Linked DNA regions of Mus musculus: region 1 is linked to region 2. Evidence: chromatin contacts called from public HiChIP or PLAC-seq data. All regions are on one chromosome and are shown on one strand. The core of a region is the stretch at or near the end of the contact, and the rest is flanking DNA. Distances in the headings are between cores, read along the strand shown.

What was found. HiChIP or PLAC-seq counts read pairs in DNA pulled down with a chosen protein or histone mark.
Region 1: a contact with region 2 is called in an H3K27ac HiChIP or PLAC-seq map of heart atrium, with 6 read pairs. The contact joins two enhancer-like sites. A contact is called at or near these places in 7 of 484 Hi-C or Micro-C datasets (embryonic stem cells, liver, morula and 3 more) and 4 of 115 datasets of contacts at active chromatin or transcription factors (embryonic stem cells, heart atrium, intestinal villus epithelium and 1 more).

The regions. Positions count from the first base shown.
Region 1 is chr16:24,481,992-24,485,383 of GRCm38.p6, forward strand. All of the region lies in intron 3 of Lpp (LIM domain containing preferred translocation partner in lipoma), which reads left to right. Among named protein-coding and RNA genes, the nearest start is that of Gm24440, 77 kb to the left of the region's middle. Within about 2 kb of position 1,585, at least 28 of the 459 cell types and tissues checked have an H3K27ac peak or open chromatin away from gene starts, as enhancers often do. A contact at or near this core is called in heart atrium, where this site is marked.
Region 2 is chr16:24,365,628-24,369,055 of GRCm38.p6, forward strand. No RefSeq gene overlaps it. Among named protein-coding and RNA genes, the nearest start is that of Lpp, 26 kb to the right of the region's middle. Within about 2 kb of position 2,019, at least 23 of the 459 cell types and tissues checked have an H3K27ac peak or open chromatin away from gene starts, as enhancers often do. A contact at or near this core is called in heart atrium, where this site is marked.

The DNA of each region.
Region 1 (3,392 bases), core at 335-2,834, 120 kb after region 2:
TTCACATGTAGTAATTGAAGGGACGGAGTTGCTCTATCCCTCAGAACTCTAATCAGGAAACTTTCTGTTATTCTTAGAGGAGTTCAGATGAGGACATTTGGTGATGGACTTTAGGCATGGCTTTGGCTGAATACTGTAAATACATTAAGCCATTTGGTGATGGATCAATCCTTGTGGCAATAGATCTTTATTTGTCTAGGGAGGTGCCAGTGCCACTGGGGAAGGTCCTCAGCGTCCTTGGACCAGTTTACCTATAAATGGCTTCCATATCCACTACCTTCTCATCCTCTTGCCTGTTTCAGATGTGTGTGTGTACACACGTATGTACATATATGACCTATACATTGTTTGTCTCCTGCATGTACTTCTAGTCTTTGTTTTCAGCAGATAATCTTGTCATGGAACACAATTTGTAGAGCATTTTATATCCTCATGTTAATTTATTTGCTGCATAATCACTGTGATGTTAACATCATAGCTAATCTTGGATATACTGGAAAAAAACATGTTAGACATACACTGTAATTTTCCACTTTGCAGATGTGGAAACTGAGGCTTGGAGAGGTTGAGAGGACCCTTGGAATAGGAGAGTGTATTTATTTGCTGTTTGCTTAGCTCACTGCAAAATCAATGTGTTAATTACCCACTGCAGTTCTCCAACACCAAGGGCTGGAGACTCAGCTTGTTCACCTCTCCCTCTGCCGTCATGAGTAGAATATGACAAGGTTAGCCCTGGGCCCCCTTTGCAAGAAGAGACCCTTGATTGGTGTTTTCAAGGGTCTGCCGAGAGGTCCAGCCAGTCCCGACCTTGTCATTACAAGAAGCTCATTCTTGAAGCAAAGCCAGGGAAACAGATGTTGCAAGAGAGCGGGCTTTTCTGGAATATTCCTGTGATCCCCGTGCTCAGTGGTCAGTGCTTCCACCTAGCCATCACGCTCTCCCATGGCTGCATGGTAAAATCACCTGGGAGCTTTGGATTCATAACCATGGTTAGGTTTCCCCTTTTAGGTTGGTACTGGAATGGGCTGGGTTGAGGCCCTGGGTCTTAGCTTTCTTCTGCCTGTCTCCTTAGGGAGGAGAACACCTGCTTCTTGTTTTCATTCCTTTTTTTGATGTTTTGAAACCAGCAACCAGTCAATATCACAATGTTACTTACTGAGAGTTTATTTACTGAGCCCTTTTCAGGTGTCCAAGGCAGTGGAGAGGATGGTATAAGAACGGCATGAGTGTACGTTGAATCGAGTGGGCCATCCAGACTGTATCAGTGAGAGCCACCTGAAGACAGAGCAGTGGCCTTTGTCATCTTCCCTTCTTCACTACTTACCTCCACACCAGATTGGCAACCCTGGCCGGATGTCATTTCCAGTCATGAAGTGTCATTCCCCACAGTTGTACTCCGGAGCATACCATGTCTTGTTTACAGTGACTGGGATATTTGTTTGTAGTGTCTCCCTTTTGCTTCCTGCACCAACTTGAATTTACAAAAGATCCACTTCAGTTGTCATGCTCCCTAGGCGCATCCAGTGCATACAGTGACAGTCTGCCTTTCTGCTGTGGAAATACCCAAAGTCCGTCGCCTGTCACTGTGTGTTCTCTCCAAAATTAAGGTCATTCTTCATTGCCCCTGGGTGCCAGCCAGCTGAGCTGTACCCTGGCCTTGGATCTGTCCCATCCCGACTTGTTCCGGTACCTCCTGGTGGTGGAACACTCACTGTCCTGAAGCCACCTGTCATTTTCCCAGCGAGAAATAATCTTCCCTTCACTAGAGCCACACACTGCTCCGAGGGGGAACATTTAGGACTCATCACATTGTACCTCGAGCGTCTGCCACTGTCCACTTCAGGAGGGTGGGGTAGCCTCTGCTTACTTCTGGCACCTTCTGCCGTGCCAGGAACATGGGACTCATTCCAGCATGGATTCCATGAGTAACTGGATCACTTTTAGTCCATCGCAGCAGTTGTACAGAGTTAGCCTCCTGAGCTCTTGGAAGCTCCGGCGAGCATGTGCAAAAGGTCTACTGTGAGGAAGCAAAATCCAGTGACCTAGTTACAGCCTGTTCCCTGCACTCGTGCCTCTGAGGCAGCCCCAGCTTCAGCTTGAAGAGAGATGCTGTCTCTTCAAGGTGCTGGTTGTTGGCATATCTTCCTATGGGGCCACCACCTTCTTCTTTTCTTTTAAATATGATAACAATGAAATGTCATGTAGAAAATCCAATAATTGCTGACTAGAAATCAAAAAGAAAACAAAACTCACCGTGAGCACTTCTAGTTAGAGCTATGAAGCCTGCGCTTGTTTGATCGATGTAGCATTGTAGGGGTATCCTGTGCTGGTGTGTGTCAGTAATAACTGGTAGAGATGGTCGCTGGTTCTATAGGTAGACTGTTTTCATTCTCAGCACAAAAACTGAGCTACAACACATACTGTCACCATTGCTCTGGTGCCAAAGTGGATTTCGTGGTGGCATAGTGATTAAATATCTAGTATTTCAAAGGGCTTGGGTGTCCTTTTTGTGCCTGAGCTGTGCCCCAGCAGCAGCTATATGAAGAAAGCTACAGAACAATGAAATCAACGCGACTGGAGTTCAACACACCGTTTCTGTAGCATTTGGTGTGTAACCTTATGACGGGCAGGGTGTGGCCGACAGTGGGTGCTGGGAAGGCATGCTCTACCCTCTTTTTCTGTTTGGGATCCTAAGAGATTCCAAGGGCTTTTGTTCCTTTGAGGGAAGGTTCTGGAAGACTACAGCTGTCCCTATATTATCCTCATTTATAGTAATGGATCTTAGCTGAGCCAAGCTACAAATGGCAGGAGAGATTTCAAAGAGCATTGCCTAGTGGGGCTGCAGCTCAGTGGCAGAGCCTCTTTAGACCTTGGAGTCAATTCCAAGCACCGGAAAAGAAGAGAAAGAAAGGATACCGCCTTCCAGTGTGCCATGTTTAGCCTAGAGGTGTCTGGGATGGACAGTAAGACTTGGAGCATAGATGCCCTGCCACACCCTGAGGGCAAACGTGTGCTTTTTCCTCTGGAGTCTTTTGTTTTCTTCTAGTTTGCATTTTATTTTGTTCTCTTTTATTTCTAGATGGTCTTATCACTTGAATGATTTCTAAGCACTATAGTGAATTTGAAGCAGGGCAGGAAAATACAAAGTAGAAAATAAAATTTACCCCTGAATACATTCTGCTTTAATGATCGTTGTTAAATTTTTGGAAAAAAGTTTTCTAGCACCCTCGCCCCCCCCCCATTCCTTCCTACTCTCTCTCTTCCCCAGTGTGTCTAAATGTGCACGTGTGCACGTGCTCACATGTATGGCTATGTTTACAGTTTATTTATGTGAGGCATAAATAACCACAGTTTTCAATGCCATGAACTTTTTTACTAAAATGATATGTCTT
Region 2 (3,428 bases), core at 769-3,268:
AGGCCCTCGGAAGCCCTGTGTTGAAGCTTCACCCTCATCGTTCTCAGAGGCAGGCATTTCCAAAAACAAAATGTCATCTTGTATCTGAGGTTCAAAACTTTATCGCCTCTGGTGAGACGGGATTCTGCTCACTTTCCATCATGAAGGTATGTAGCGTGCCCTGGAGTGCACACTGATGGATGTGCCTGTTGGTCTTACGGCACATTAAAAAGCATCTCCTTAAACTATGATTCACACTTTCCCTTTCAGCCTTTCTGGAGAGTTTTGTTCATGAATCAAATGAGGAGGCTGATTGCGCTACTATTTTAAAAGAGCCAATTAAAAAAGTTCATTAAGCGATACTGGAGGGCTTTAGTGAAGATTGTGGAAGTACACAGCTATACACAAAATTAACAAGCTGGAAGCTGCAACTGGATCTGAGGGTAGAATGTGTTCACTGTTACAAAGCTCGTCTTTTAGAGGATAATTGTGTTCTCCTCTAGAGGACAGAAGTGGGTTGTTAGAAGGGACCATATTAAGATATAGAACAGTACTAGATGTTCACTGACAAAGGTTTATGATTGTCTCTTTAGAAGAAAAAAGAAAGCTGGACTTGAATCACACAAGTAGGGCTTGACCAATCGTATTCTAGGACTTTGACTCTTTAATGAGCAAGGATCAGGGGCCAAAAGGTAAGACAATCGAAGTTCAAAGCAACTGCAGTGGACCAGATTTCTCCTGACATATGACCTTGAATGCAGATCTTTGTCTCCTGTCTAAGCCCATTCTTTTGGTCGTATAAGTGGTCTCAACTAACCCTCTTTGAATGAAAAAACAGAGTCCATTTTGGTGCTTGCAACCAATGACCCTGAAAGAAGGTGATTTGTCCTGTAAAATGTGCAGGACAAATGGGCTTTATTTAAGTGTCAGAAAGATAAATGGTTTTGTTGTTTTTTTCTTTTTCTTTTTGGAGACAGGGTCACTAGTGCAGGCTATATAGCCAAGGAGATTAAGATAATCTTAAATCTCTCATTTGCCTGCCTCTAGCCCCTGATTACTGGGATTATAGGTTCGGCTACAATGCCCAGTTTATGAGGAAGGTAGAGTTTGAATTCTGGGCTTTACGCATGCTAGACAAGCACTCTAACAACTGGGTTAAATCCCTAGTCTCCTACCCACCTGTAAACATTTTCTACTGGATTATAGAAAGATGGTGTTTATAGTATTATGTTCCAACTACATACTGTTCAAGAATGGGACAGCTCGCTACACAAATGCTACAAACTTCTGCTCATCAGAAAAGGTGAAACAAACAAGAAGTAACCATTTGTCAGAGACACTCTTGGGGTGATTTCTGATTCCGGCCAAAGAAAGGACCAGAAATCAGACATCAAGCATTAATTAGATAGTCAAGTACTACAGACCAATACTCTCTAGTCCTCTGGCTATGCATCATCAAAGGCTCGGAGGTGAAAGAAGTCTTGGGTCACTAGCCATCTGCCTGTTGAAGAGCAGGCCAAGTGGACCACATCCCACACCATGACTTAGGGGCTGCTCTGGAAGGGAATCTCATGATGCCTAACACTAAGCTCTTTCCAGCTGGCTCCCATCACCTTCCCTATCACCTCCAGTCCCACGTGGCAAGCTGCTATCTTCTCAGCAAAAGCCTGAGGAGGGCTCTGCTCACACCCTCCGAGAGGTGTCTGTGACGCTCCTGTGTGGGGGAAGCTCTCACACAGTAGTTCTTGCTTATGCCAAAAACACCCTGGGAATAAATAAAGCCCCTCCCTATTCTAACACCTTCTAATCATACCAAAAATGCACGCGAACAGAACAGGAAAAGCTTGAAAATAAAACTAAAGGAGATAGGGATTCTCTGCTATTGAAAGAAATTCCTTAACACGCATCACCCAGGTAATAACTACTTCCTTTGTTGGATCTCATGCAAATTTTTAGAGCTAGAAATGGGGAAGGTGGTTGGGAGGGGCTAGTAAGTAAGTAATCTAAATTCCTGGGTCAGGAGTGAGCATGGAGCACCGAACAGGCAGGCATCTGGCCAGGCAAGCGAGTTTTGGAAATCAGAATAGTTCTTTCCCCCAGGGACTCCCCGAGGGGGAGGTGGATGGGAGGTGTTGCCCAGCTGATACAAATTATGTAGAAAGAGAACACTAAATCAGCATTCTTTTAAACTTTAGGAAAGAACTATTTCCTGCTGCCTAAGGCTTCCTCCGGGAGAGCTAGAGTCTAAGGACGTGCTTCGAGCTGGGTCACCCATTTAGGAAGTGGGTGAGGGACCCCTTAACCTACTAACTTCACTTGTAATGTAAGGCAAGTGAACTCTGTTATTTACTTAGTTATCTAGAGGACAAAAGAAATTTTAGTAAAACTCTGAGCCCCATGCCTGATCCAAACTCAAGGATAAATGAAACGTCATTAAGGTTGCCATTTTCTGCCCTACCCATCACATCCTTCTGCCCCCTATGAACCGAATCTGAAAAGCCCGGTGAGGTTTATTCCTTGGATTCGAGTTTGTTCCCTCACTATCGAGGGCATTCTGACAAAAACAGCCAAGACTCTTGCAGACTGGACTATACTTACTTCTGGTAAGAAAGTTGCACAAATGATGGTCCAAGATGTTATGGGTGCTGCGTTAATTGTGCAAATTGTTTTGCATTCTAGAAATCCTAAATGAGGAGGGAGGGGTTCTGCTATTGTGAGAGACATGCTTTTTTGCTTTGAGTCAGTAAAAGCGATTGATATCTGAGTACAAACATGAACTTTTGAAAACTTCCTCACATGAAGCTCAGGTGTTATTCTATCTCAGGAACTAGTCAGGAATCCAGTCTGCCCCATTTTTAAAAGATTTATTTCTGTTATTTAATTATTATATATGTGTGTCCATGTGAGTATGCAGACATATGCATCCGCTCAGAGTCTAGAAGTGGAGGTTAGACCTCCTGGAGTTGAAGTCATAGGCAGCTGTGCAGATACTAGGTAGAAAACCTGGATCCTCTGCAAAAGAATCAAGTGATCTCCGCCACACACACAGCTGCCAGTTGTATAATGGTTAGACTACTGTGATTATTATGTTACTTAAGCTCTGCCTTCAGCTACCTCTAGCTTTTGAGTTTATTCCTATCCCTCTGGACTTACAAGGACAAACTTGTCTCTCTCTTCTGTGAGTTACCGATGGAAGGAAGCCAACGCTTTTTTAATACTAGTGCACAACGATTTATATAAGAATATCAAAACATAGACCATTTCACTCTCTAAAATTAACCATGAATCTGTTTATGGTGACCATGGCAACAAGTAGGCATATATATATATATATATATATATATATATATATATATATATATATATACATATATATATATATATATACACACACACACACACACATACATATATAGTGTATAATCTACCTGTGGCTTAAGTTCTAACAG